Regions from separate parts of the Oryctolagus cuniculus genome. Here region 1 is linked to region 2. A link is a contact called in public Hi-C data. All regions are on one chromosome and are shown on one strand. Each heading gives the region's core, a stretch centred on a gene start, on an enhancer-like site or on the middle of the called end of the contact. The rest is flanking DNA. Distances are from core to core; before and after follow the strand shown. Region 1 overlaps MECOM (MDS1 and EVI1 complex locus). Region 2 holds the start of MECOM (MDS1 and EVI1 complex locus).

Evidence for each region. A called contact is a pair of places that touch in the nucleus more often than the background predicts.
Region 1: a contact with region 2 is called in a Hi-C map of an unstated tissue, with 2.3 times the contacts expected there. The contact joins the enhancer-like site here to the promoter of MECOM in region 2. A contact is called at or near these places in 4 of 6 Hi-C or Micro-C datasets (ear pinna, liver, psoas muscle and 1 more).

What each region holds. Positions count from the first base shown.
Region 1 is chr4:110,743,313-110,749,962 of mOryCun1.1, forward strand. All of the region lies in intron 1 of MECOM (MDS1 and EVI1 complex locus), which reads left to right. Among named protein-coding and RNA genes, the nearest start is that of MECOM, 110 kb to the left of the region's middle. Within about 2 kb of position 4,144, at least 2 of the 8 cell types and tissues checked have an H3K27ac peak or open chromatin away from gene starts, as enhancers often do.
Region 2 is chr4:110,628,353-110,635,033 of mOryCun1.1, forward strand. MECOM (MDS1 and EVI1 complex locus) reads left to right here and starts at 4,366. Exons shown (of 15, transcript XM_070072552.1): 1 at 4,366-4,796. The coding sequence starts at 4,760.

The sequences.
Region 1 (6,650 bases), core at 2,894-5,393, 110 kb after region 2:
TTTGAGCCCCTGTGCAGTGGTGAGCTAGCTATACTTCATTGGGATAGTATTTTCACACTTTAGTGCCTCAACTTCTATATTAATGAAGATCTCCAAGGGCCTTCCTCTATCTGTTGTTCCACAAGGATGGAGTTGCTTTACTCCCTGCCCGCTATCTGCTAGTCAGGGCAATGTCATAACTATAGATACACTATTGGCTAACATAAAATTGGAGGAGGCTGTGTACATGTAGCAGGACATGTGTGAATGCTGGATTTAAGAGAGTCTTGATTTGCATTTAAGAGACTCTTGATTTGTGTTTGAGTCCTGCCATATACTTACCGGGCAAGTAGGGAGGTGGGGAAATGGCTGGTTTGTTCTCCAAGCTTTAGTTTAAATGTAAAGTGAGGGGTGGGACTAGATGTTTTTATAAGTTCTTTCCAGATGTATGTTTCTAGGATTTTTGAAGTATCTGAACTCTGCCGGACCCCAGTGGCACTTTCTGTTAGTGTTTTTGGGCCATGTCTCAGAAAAGGGGCAGAGGACCAGTCCTGGTTGGACTTTTGACCATTTGACAATCCACTTCTAATTCACATTGTGTTATCCATCCTACTGGCCAAAGGGACTGCAAACTGAGGTGGAGACATGATACCACTGGCATCCCAGAAGATGAAAGGCTTACTCTGATTCGTGTAGAATATGAGAAAATTGTCTTTGGAAATGTCAGTGTATGAAGGAGAGTCAACCCCTAGCTGTAACTCAGAACTGAAGTTCTTTTTCCTCACCACACTGAATAAAAGTTTAAGAAATACAGGATGGGGAAGTTGTGTGCAAGCGTGCCTACCCAGGTTTTCTTGCAAGGCAGGAGGGGCTGCAGTCAAGTAGCTTCCTATTGGGAGCAAAAGCTAAGGAGAAGTTGGGCCACAGCGGGGCCTGAGGTCCATCTCCTGAGAGTAGAGTGATTTGTGTGCTGGCTACCTGGCTGATTTGATCCAAATTGGCATCCAGCCCCATCACTGGTGGAGGCCTGTGGAGGGTGTTAAACTCCCATCCCATATCCTCATTGGCAAAGTGGCAGAAATAACAATAGGTGCCATCAATGCGGGGCTAGAACGGGGAAAGAACCTTGCATGGTGCCTGGCAGTCAGCAAATTGTGGTTGTAGCTTTTGCCATTATTATTGATTTTTAAAATGAGGCTTATGTTGGGATTTGGTGCAATAGTTGACACACTGCTTGGGACACCTGCATCCCATATGAGAGACCTTTTGTTCAAGGCCTGGCTGTGCTCCCGATTCCAGCTTCCTGAAAATGCACATCCTGGGAGGCAGCAGGGCATGGATCACGTGCTTGGGTCACTGCCACCTACATAGGAGCCCTAGACTGAAAGCCTCATTCCTGGCTTCAGCCTAGTCCAGCCTTGGCTGTTTGCAGATGTGTGGGAAGTGAACCAGTGGATGGGAGATCTCTGTCTCTCTGACTTTTGTTTTTCAACATTTATTAAAATACATTCTACAAACCAAGAAATACACATGCATGTACAGATAAATAAGTGTTTTATCATCTGATAATACTCATAACAACACCCAAATGAAGAAAAAAATACTGTTACCCCAAGGGTCCTCATTATTCCCTGCTTTCCATTTGTTTTTGTTTTAATGTGGAAAAAAAGAGTATATTTTCACTGACATGGTATGATTCAGTGAAGCAATATTTATAACTATAAACTGAATGATAAGACACCCACACAATTTTTGCACTCTCTCTCCATATTAATTACCACAAATAAGAGAAAACGTGATATTTGTCTTTTGGGGTCTGGCTTATTTCACTTAGCATAATGATCCCCAATTGCATCAATTTTGTTGTAAGCATCAGGTTTTCATTCTTTTTATGGCTAAGTAATATTCCATCATGTAAATATACCACATTTTCTTTACCCTGTCATCATTTGATGGGCATCTATGTCGGTGCCATATTTTAGCTATTGTGGATTGGGCTGCTATAATAAATAAAGCAAAACAAACATTAGGACAGTCTGATCCCCAGTGCAGAGGGAGCACCCGAGACAGCACATTCCATTAAACTCCCAGCAGATGGTGATGTGCTATGCAGGATCCTGTGGGACAGTCACTTGGGCACATGCCAGGCACCTTCTTCATAGACTTCATGTCTATGCTTCTTAAAACCCTTCCCCAGACTATCCGTGTGCATATATAGGGGCTGTGAAATCTGACACTCTCTTGCACCCATGTTAGAGAATCCAAACTCCTACAGATATTTCTAGTAACTACATGAGGTATTCGTTCCAGGCAGATTCAAATCCTTTGCCTAAAATCCCTCTATGAGAGCAATGGAAAGATTCTCTGACCCATCATACCCATCTGGGCCTCTGTTCCCAATGTTTGTTTGCAAATTGGTGGGATTTTGGAGTAGCGCTGCAAGTTGGGAGCCAGCACATCCCAGTATCTGGGTCATCCCAAAGAACTGGAAAATGAAAGTCATAATAGGGCCTGTGTTTTCATGGCTCCCAGCTCTATCAAGAAGTGGAGTGAGGAGCAAACAGCCTTTGACCCTGCCAAGGCTGGTAATCACTGGGCGAGCAAGCCCATGGTGGCCCAGTGCTCAGAAATGGGTAGAGATAATGCTTAGAAGAAGATTATATTGGAGGCAGGTGGGAGTTGAAGCTACAGAATACCTGAGCTGATGGCTGCTTCTTGTTACCCCTCTCTCTACATTTTGGCTTTCTGCTACTATGCTTTTAGATGCATCAAAGTGATCTAAGTGGGTAGACCTTATGGTCAGGTTCAATCCAACATTCATCAGATGCCTATCCTATCCATGGTGTTTGTTAGGCACAGTGGTTCAGAATTGAAGAGTGGTTCTGCCCCTACCATGTTCAAACTGTATCCATGCCTTACTGTGTAACCTTGGGAAGTTCCACTTAGCCACGCTGAGTGGGCACCTCATGAGACAGTGTGAACATTGTGTGGGAGAAAACACTTACAGTCAGAAGCATGCCAGATGTGCTCAACATGCTGCCTTTGCTCCTCCTGTTCTCTTGAGCCGGAACCTTTTGCAGTGTCCCAGCAGAATTTACCTGACAAAGACAGAGGGATTTCATGTGTCAGTTTCTCCTGGGACTGCAGGTGGCCTCTGAGTATGTGTGTTCAGGTGTGATTTTCAGGGTCGGTGTGACCACCTGAAGTGCTCTGCTTTTTACGTGAGGTGAAATTAATATGTATACAGAGTTCTTCATGTGAGACTTTATTATAGTAAACTGCTCAGTGTTAAAAGGAAAGAAAATAGAGAACTTGGCAATGAATCTGATAATTCAAATGGAAAATTTGCTTCACTCGACTGACTTGGGCCATGTATATATATATTTTTTTCTATGAAAGTAGCTCTCTCTAAAGTATTTTAGGAAGCACCTGAATGTTATCTCCATTTGGCTAATTTAAGACATACTTTGGAAATTTGGAATATGGGATTTAAATATAAGATAGAATTTGGGAATGTGTTTCTCGCCTATGTTTTTTATATTCATTCTTTAAAGAAAAAATAGTGTATGGGCGTTATTTTTCTTTTATTGAATTTTAATTGATTTTCTCCTTTATCGTCATTTTGTCCTGTATTAATTTGAAGCAAGTGTATACTAAAAGGAGCATTAAGCTCAAGACTTTGGTGTTCTTAATATTTAGCTATCAAATATGTGTGGCTGTTTTATATGTATATATTTACATATGACATTTTCTCTTATGAACACAAAGTATTTCTTGTCCATTTGAGTTGCCTTAGCAACTGCTATCAACTTTTTCTTTTTAAAAAACATATTAAGTACCCTTTGGCTAGGATCATTGCAGTTTATTCTATGGATCTTCTTCAATTGCTTCTAATGCTTCTAGTTACGTCCCTTTATTGAAAAAAGCTGCCCATCTTTTAAAATAATTAAATAGCTTACCCCCGATAAGACACATTTACTGCATTATGGTACACACTTTTTATTTATTTAGTTGAGAGGCATAGAGGCAGAGACACAGGGAGGGGGCATGCGCATGTGTGTGCATGTGTACAGACAATTCACTAGTTTACTCCTCACGTGCCTGCAATGGCCAGAGCTGGGCCAGGCTAGGAATACAATATGGATGTGCTGCAAGGAATCACTTGAGCTATCACTGCTGCCTCGCAGGGTCTGTATTAGCAGGAAGCTGGAACCAGGAACAGAGCTGGGATTCAAACCCTGTCTTGATATGGGATGCAGGTGTCCCAAGCCGCATCTTAATTGCTAGGCCAAACACCTGCCCCTAGGGTAACCATTTTTAAGTGAACAATTGATTTTAGATGGGCTCTGGGTCAGACTATGGGTTTTCTGGGCCACTCCCCATAGAGAAGGGCAGAATCATTCTGAAGTCCCAGAAGCACGCCAGTACTTGACCTTTCGGAGTGACTATGATAACTGTGAGTAATTCTGGTTAATCTTATGACAGGGGCACATATTTGAAAACTGACTCAGCCTCGTTTCCTTTCCTTCTGTCCTAAAAACACCTCAACTGCTTCGCAGAGGAATCTATGAATCACTGAGCCTGTTGTCCACTTAGTGTCCTGTCCAGTAGCCCTCTCTCACTGGGACTGATCATCTGGCTTGAACAAAGTGCAGCTTGCAGGCTGAATCCTGAAAAGCTCCTGAAGTACTCCGGAAGGAAGGGAAACGACCGTTCACTCTGATTTGCTCCACATTCCAAATTTGCCTCCAGATGCAAGTTACACGGCCAAAAGGTCAAACAACATACATTTTGGGCTGATTGGCCTTGACGTTTTTTGGGCTACTTGTCCTTGAAAGATGTTTTCTAGTGAGCATGGAATCACGGCTATGTCAATACAAAATCTCCTGTTATTCAGTTTGTAAGTGTGAGTAGATAACCCGCCGTGTTGATGTTTGGAGGCAGAGCGGACTGGTTGCAGGTGTGCATGGCCGCAGGGTGCCGATCTAAGAAGGTGCAGTTGGTTTTGTGAACCTACTCGTCCCCACACCTGCTTGCCAGGGCAGGGCTGGGTGTTGGCCACAGCTGAGTGCTGGTTGCTGGATGCTGGCTGGCTTGTCTGCGAGGGTGCACCCTCTGCTGGAACAGAAGAATAATCATTGCCTCCAAGGAGAAGCAGGAGCTTAGAATGTGGCCCCTTTCAAAGCAGTGTCTCTTCTGTCTTAAAAGCTGATCTGTGGGATAAGCACTGCTCTCTGAATGTTGACTGGGGCTTTCCCTGACACTGAGTCTGTAGTCCTTCCAAGCTTGGCTCCTTTCTGGAGAGCTGGGGGTTTCTGGAAGCTCTGATAGTTTTCAAGCCTTTCTGTGGCAGAGGGTAAGGTACTAGGTTCTTGCTGTGACACAGCTAAGTAGCAATATCTAGGGCTGAAGCACTTTAAACTACAATGTCAGGGTTTTTGACAATGAGTTCTCACCATGGTCAACCGCAACTTTCCCTGATGGGTTGTTGTCTCTATCCCCAGGAAAAAGGCAACATTTCTAACACGCCCTACACCCCAAAGCAAGTGGGAGCAAACAAATGGCTTCACTTAGCCGGACCAACATCTGTGCATCTATGTTGGTTTTAAGCCCTATTTATTTCATTCAGAGCCCCCTGTTTATTTTGTTTAGAAATAAGATTATTTTATTTTATTTATACATTTATTTTAGTTTTTAACAGATTCAATACAGTGCATAGATACAACTCTAAGTATATAATAATATTCCCTCCCTTTCATTCTTTCTTTTGCTTTTGAGATAACATTTTTAATTTACATTATAGTCAAGTTCAACAAGTAAAAATAAAAAGATCCTAGTTTAGTGGGAATATAGACAAGGACTATAAACAATAGTTAAATGGAAAGATGACCAGTTAGCCCACATACAGTAAATTTTAAAGTATTCACAAGATCATTAAAACCATAGTAGTATAGCATTATTAACAATTGGCTTGACAAAGGTATGCAGCAAAGTTTGACAAAACTGTATTTGCTGTAGTACTGATATACACAGGCATTTCTTTTTTGATTTTTTTTCTTTTTAAAATTTAGTTCCCACATATAAGGGAGAGCATGCTTTTTTTTTCTTTCTGTTTCCGGCTTATTTCTCTCAACATAATGCCCTCCTGTGGCATCCATTTTGCTGCAAGTAGTAGAATCTGATTCATGTTTACAGCTGAATAATACTCCATTGTGTTTATGCACCACATATTCTTTATCCATTCATTTGATGATGGACACCATGATTGATTCCATACTTTGGTTATTGTGAGCAGTGCTTATATGAACATGGTGGTGCAGCTATCTCTTTTACACAATGTGTTCATGTCTTTTGAGTATATGTCTAGAAGTGGGGATTGCTGAATCATGTGGTAAGTCTATTTCTAGTGTTTAAAGAAATCTCCATATTGTTTTCCACCGTGGCTGCACCAATTTACATTCCCATCAACGGTGTAGAAGTATTCCTCTTTCTCCACATCCTTGTCAGCATTTGTTACTCTGTTTTGGGTTTTAGCTATTCTGATGGGACTGAGGTGATGTAGGAGTGAGTCTTGCAATATTTGTTCTGTTACGTGAAGGGCTAGTTTTAGGTGCTCACTCTTTCATTGCAATATTTGAGTATCAGGAAAAGAAGACAAAGTAATGGACACC
Region 2 (6,681 bases), core at 3,116-5,615:
CTTTTCACTTTTACTCCGGCACGACAGCTCCGAGTACACGGGATCTTTATTTTTTATTTTAACCCCTAAATGCAACCCCTCCCGAAAACAATGCAGACAAGAAAAATCGAATAAAATCAACTCGAGACCTTTTCGCTCACTCGCAGCCGCCCTCCCCATCTTGCTCCTTTCTTTCTCGTCGCTACTGCCCCCTCTCCCGCAACTCAAATGTATTCTGGACACTATTTAATAGATGAGTGTCTTGCAAGTAAACTCAGGCATCCCTTGGGTCTGCATTTCATGTCTGTGACTCTCTCCCTTTCTCTCCTGTGGACTGAAAATTCGGATTTAAACCACTAGACAAGCTATTAATTTAGCTAGGCTACCCAGGGTCCTGAACCCAATTAATTTCTAATAATTATAGCCCAAGGGGGCTAGATAGATCTCCCTGCCTCTTTCTTTTATTGCCTCTCCACGCCACCGAGGTCAGCGTATAATAATAAAGTGTATATTTTGAAAGCGATCTCCAGAACAGTGAGTTATTGCAATGAATGAAAATTGTTTCCATTTTGGCTAATTGAGCCCGTGACCGAAAGCTGGAGCTCTGAGACTAAATAAAGAGGACTGTTTCATTTCAACATGAAGAAACCCCTGCCTAGCTCTGGTCACCCAGCGAGAGTTTAATTTCTTAACAGCCAACCTGAAACCCAGCGTTGGGTAAACAGTATTAATAATTGCATTACAATGATTAAATTAATCTTGCTGGTAGCCAGGAGGGTATAGGTTGCGATTGAATAGCACGATGTAAAGTTCACTGCACAAAGACAATAGGCCAAGAAATACCTCCATAAAGAATTCAAACTTTCTTCCAAAGATACTGTGGGGCTGGCTCAATTATAATGGGAAGAAAGGAAAATTTCTTGTTGCATGTCATGTATTGAAAATCAGCTCTTTGCCGCTTTTTAGTGGTAATCAAAGAAAACAGTTGGAGGTGGGGTATCCTCGTCGGTGTCTTCCTTTTCAATGACCCGTCTTCCTTTCAACTCCCATCTCGATCTCTCTACTTCTGCTTAAAAAAAAAAAATCCTAAACAAACAAAATGACAATAATAAAACAAGCAAACTCAAAACAGCTCGGAAGCTCATCGAGTTTCCAACGAGGCGCTGCTGCCAGGGCGCCTGCTTCCGAGAGAGGAAACGCAAAGAAAACTCCTAGCTTGGGACCCCTGCTGCTGTCCCCCAAGGAAACGAATTTCAGGAGGGGAAGGGTATGCGGGGGGTGGGGGGTGGGCAGCGGGGGCAGCTTGGCCAACTTGTTGGAGGCCTCTCTTCTCTGGTGCCAGGGGCAGCTTAGCCGTACCGTCAGAGGGTGTCGGGGGCTCCAGGGGCCGCTGGACAGAAAGTCACCTGCTCTGGTCTCACGGCTGGGACTCCGGGCAGGTGGAAGTGACAGGGTCCGAGCACTTGGGAATGGGAACCTGCCGGGGCTGCGGCGCAGCGGGCGGTGAGCGCGGCCGGCTGCTGTCCGGCTTTTGCTCCATCAGGTTAAACACACTTGAACCGGTAACTTGGCGCTTTTATTGACGCACACTTGGGGCAGAAAGCAAATGACAAAAGAACGTGGTGGGGGAGAATCAAGGGAGAAAAAAGGAAAAGAACGCAGCTTTTGTGCTTGAAAAATTAAAAAAAGGATGGTATCGTGAATACTTTTATGATAGGGAGAGAGAGAGAGAGGGAGAGAGAGAGGGAGAGGGAGAGAGAGAGAGAGAGAGCGCGCGCGAGAGAGCACGCTAGCGCGAGCTTGTCTTTTCACAACGCTTTGGCCTGGGGGCCCAGAAGATTTTGTGTTTATTATGTCACTTAGAAGGGCTGCATTTGCTCTCCTATCCCAAAACTCTTGGAACCCTGGGAGAACGACCCATGCGCTGGAGCAAAGGCGACCCCAGGACTTAAAAAACCAGAGGGGAAGGTGTTCCAACAGTGCCTCGATTTCACCCACCCCTCCCTTCTAGAAAAGTTTAGAAGATAGGGACCTTTCCATTTGGGGTTCGGAAGCTCATTCGGGTTTTTGAAGTCCTCCACCTCCCACCTTGTTCCCCTCACAGAACTCACCCCACCCCTTAGCCCGCCAGGTGGTTTAAAATTTCTCAACAGCAACAAGCAGCCCAACATCAATTGTGTGTATGGTATTTAATCTCAGGGTTTGGTTCCCTGGTTTCTTCATTTTCTAGAAAATTCATCCACATCCTTCTTAACCTCCTCCTCTCTCCAATGGAACCCAGACATGGACAACCTCCCTGGGGACAGGGGAAATGAATTAATGACAGGTGTGGCAGTTCTCGGGGCTCCCCTCCCCCCAAGTGTTTAAGGGTGAGATGGTGAAATGAAACTTGCCAGGCAGAGCCTTCTCCTTCTGCCCAGGACACTTTGGAGTCTTTGGGTGCTAGGGTCCAGTGGACTCATCTCCCTTCGTAGGGGGGTGGGGTGGGAGCAGGGTCCTGACAGCAGGGGTCATCCCTTCCCTCCTCTGCTCTGGGCAGTGGTCCCCAGACAGTCCCCTTGAGCGGATCAGAAGCAGCTGTGTGAGCTTGCTGCCAGCCTAGTGTTTCTCTCCCTAGATATTTCAAAGTCCCACTTTTCCACTCCTCCACCTAAACTTCAAGGCTTCAACATTTTCGTGTTGGAGACTTGTGGGGACCCACCGTCAGTATGTTGGAGTGACTAGTGCATTTACAACACCCAGTGTGTAAGAACACTCACCTGTACGTACAGGCAACAGGAACTGTAGGTCTGCAAAGAGCCCAGGTGTCCCTTTCATCCAGAGGGGAGGAGAGTTCCCCTGTGCCCTGGGTGTGTGGGCACCAGAGCCTTCTCTTCTGGAGGTTGTTTTATTCCTACTCTGGGCGATTCCCTCTTTTACTCCCTGCCCCCTCTTCCCTTTCTCACATTTCAAGGTTACACATCTACCTCCCTTGGGATCTGTAGCTTGGTTCTCCAGGGACCTGTATCTTACAGCCAGTGCCCCCGAATTACACAGCTTGGAAGAAAGAAAGAAAGAAAGAAAGAAAAAAAAAAAAAAAAAACAAACGGTGGGCGTCCTTTGCCAGGGTGAATCCTCTAAACTTTGGCTCTCCTGAATAGAAATACCTATCTGCGGGCCACTGATGTTCTTGCGGTTGAACCTGGCTGTTTGGTCTCACACCCCCCAGTCCCAGTTTTGACAATAAATACCAACAGGTACAACCGGGCATTCTCGATGGTCACAGGTGCCCTCCCCTGCCTTTGCCATACTCTTGCCTAGAAGTTGCTTTTCTTTTCCCTTTCCTTTAGCCTCAGCATCAAGGATGTATTGTTGCAGCATGCAGACGGAAAAGATTGTAATTTTCTTTTATGGTGTTTGGCAGGATTTGCAACAGATATTATTGGGGACATAAATAGCACATGGTAGGTATTGAACAAAACTGTTTAATGCAAGGAGGTTGTACCAAGAGAAAAATCTATACCTGGTTGGGATTGATTCATACCTCAAACACCGCTAGCTCCTTTAGGAGTTTCCCATTTCTGAGTGCCCCTTTCACTGGTAAATCCTGTAATTAAAGCAAATTTCAATAATGTATATTTTAAAAGTGTGTGTGTGGTGGGGGGTGCCTTGCCTTCTCCTCCTCCGGCTTGTGACCCCCAGAGGTTGTGAGTTTAAGCGAGTGAGTGGAAGTGGCAGGCAAGCTGAGCAGCGGCAGGAGGCGACCGACCCCGGCAGCCTTGGGGGAGGCCGGAAGGTGACAGCCGACCTCTGCGAAGGCAGGAGGTCTGGGATGCCGACGTCCGCGCCGCCGGGACGAGGGAGTCAAGGGCGGTCATTACGACTGGGTGGAGATACACTACTGAGGTGTTCTGAGGAGGGAAGAGAGCGCTGGTGTGACACCTAAATTCGAGAAAGAAACAGTTATTATTCTGCTTCCAGCTCTGCAAACGGGAGCCACAATAGTTTCAGCAGCAGGAGCAGCGGCGGCAGCAGATTGCCCAAGTTCAGGATGGTTCTCAGTTTCCCCTGGGTCATTTGCCGAAGATCCAGCCTTTTCCTAGTTCCGAAGGAGGGGAAAGAGTTTTTTTTTTTTTTTTTTTTTTTTAAGTTTTTTTCCCCCCTCCACTTTTTGCTTTCCTCATGGATGATAAAGAAAAATGTCTGTAATTTATATGAGAAAAACAACAATAATAATTATAACACGGGCTTAATAAAATTCCAACACGGAATAAACCCTCTACTCAAGTCTTTTCATTCCTTTTTTTTTTTTTTTTTTTTGGGCGAGGTGTCTGCTCCCCTCGGCTCCCCGCTCGTTCCCCGCCCCCCGCCGCCCTCCCCGCAGCTCGCTTTCTCCGCCTCCTCGGCGATTGCCATCTGACAAGATCTCCAAATCAAAGTGATAAATCGCTCCAAACTTTTTTTGGCGGCGCTGAGATGTTGGAGGGGCGTCTAGCGCGCATGTGCGAAGGTGTCCAAACTGACAATGCTGGAGAGATAGCGAGTGTGGATTGAGAGAAAGGGAGAGAGGGAGGGAGAGTGAGGGAAAGAGAGAAAGAGAGTGTGTGGAAGAAAGTGTGTGTGTGTGTGTGTGAGAGAGAGAGAGAGAGAGAGAGGGAGAGGGAGGGAGAGAGGGGGAGAGAGAGAGAGAAAGAGAGAGAGGGAGAGAGAGGGAGGGAGCGAGAGGGAGAGAAAAAGAAGGAAAAGATCCAAGAAAAAAAAACCCCAACCACACACCAGCGGCTGCAGGACTGGGCACAGCATGAGATCCAAAGGCAGGGCAAGGAAACTGGCCACAAGTAGGTGCAATATCCCTTTTCTATTGGCTTTTCCCCCTCCTCTGCCATCTTGCATATCTGTCTCCAGCGCTCCGGGAGGGAGCGCGGGCTGCCTCTTGCGCCGGGGCCCGGGAGGAGGGCAGGCGCAGCGCAGCCCCAGCAACCTGCCGGTTCCAGCTTCCGAGCCCGGTCGCCCGCGCTCGCGCTGCTGGTCTAGGCGCCGGAGGAGCCCCGGCAGCCCTCAGCCCCGCGCACCGACCAGCTGTGGCAACCCCGGGGTGGGGGTGGGGGTGGGGGCGGCCAAGACGGGGGTGGGAGGAGGAGAGCGCGCGAGAGTGAGCGCGAAGGGGTGGGGTGGGGGGGGAAGAGGCTAGGAGAGTCTCCCCCTCCCCTCCCCTTCCCCCCAGGCGGGGGAGAGTCGCCTCTGGCCAACCAGCTGGTCCCGGGGGTGGGAGGGGGAGCGGGGGTGGGGGGCGGGCAGGCGAAGGGAGCCTTCCCGAGCCTTCGTTCGTTTCTGGGGCTTGGGATGGGTGGCCGGCTGTGAGGGAGCCACAGTGGCGGCGGCGGCGGCGGGCGGCACTGGTGGAGTTGGGAAAAGTTGCGAGGCGGCCGCTGGAAGTTGCGCGGGCGGGCTGGCGGGCGGGCTGCGCCGAGCCGCGGCTGCAGTAGTGGGCGCTGTGCGCTCGGCCATGCTGGCCGGCGCGCGCGGCGCGGCGGGAGGACCCGGGCAGGGAGTGGGGGAGACAAAGGTGGAGGGGGGGCTGAGTCGCGGGGTGAGGGGTACCACCACAGCCGAACTCCCGACTCCTCAGAGCCACTGGCAGGTGGGCCGCGAGGAGGCCCTGAAAGCGCGTGGAGAGCCGGGAATGGAGGGCGCGCGGCCAGCGGTTGCCGAGGAGTTGGGAGGGCGAGAGGGCGCTCTCCGAACCGCGAACGAGGGGCTGGCGGGGCGCCGAGCGACCCCCAGGGGGCGAGCTGCCCGAACGTTGGGTCGCGGAGGGGGTGCGGTTGAACCTCTCGCTCTGCTGGGTGCAGTCCGGGTCCCGGGTCAGGAACCCTCCCCGGCGCCCCCTGCCTGCCCAGTGCGTTGCAGCCTTAGTCACGCGGGACGAGGCCGCTTGGCTTTGGGGCTGGGGGCCGTGGGACCCTCATTCCTCACTCTTCCAGCCAAAGTATTGGGTGACTGTCCCGGCGTGGCCTGCCGAGCCGACACCATCCGACACGGCGTGTTGTGTAGGCAACACGGGTGGGTTTGTCCAAATGCTTCTACCCCCAATCTAAGGGGACTCGTGGCGCCGAGCCCTGGAGCAGCCCGCGGCGCCCTCAGCAGCGTCGGCACGCGGGGCTGGAGCTGCTCCCAGGGAGACCAGGCCGTCCCTGGTCCTCCTCACATTTGCACTTGGTGGAAACAGAACTGTACGCGCTTTGCTGGTAGACCAGAGACCAGAAATGAGAGATTGGGGAGGGGGTTGCATTTCCTCAGCGAGGTCCCCAGGCCCCCCTTCCCCGTCCCTGGCCGTTTAGAACCAGGTTTGGCAGGCGCTGCACGCCCCCCCCAGGCGGTGGCCGCCCCTCGGCGGGCTCGGCGTGGCGGGCGGTGGGAGTCGGCGGGTGCCGGGCGTGATGCTGTCATCCTAGGAGCCCTTCCTTTCCGGCGCCTCGGACAGTCCTCACCCGAGCACTCCCGCACTCCGCAGTGTGTTTCCTTTCCTCCGAGCCTCAGGGGTCCACCTAACTGAGTCTCAATGGGTCAGGCGCCCATCTGTTTCTCTTTTGGGTCTTGTTTATTTCACTTCGGTGCGACAGTGTCAAAGCGCGCCAGTGCAACTGTTTTTCCCGTTTGCTTTTAAATGAGGCCGTTGTCTTAATTTTCCGCTGAGAGGGACTAAGTGTACAGACGCCCAGA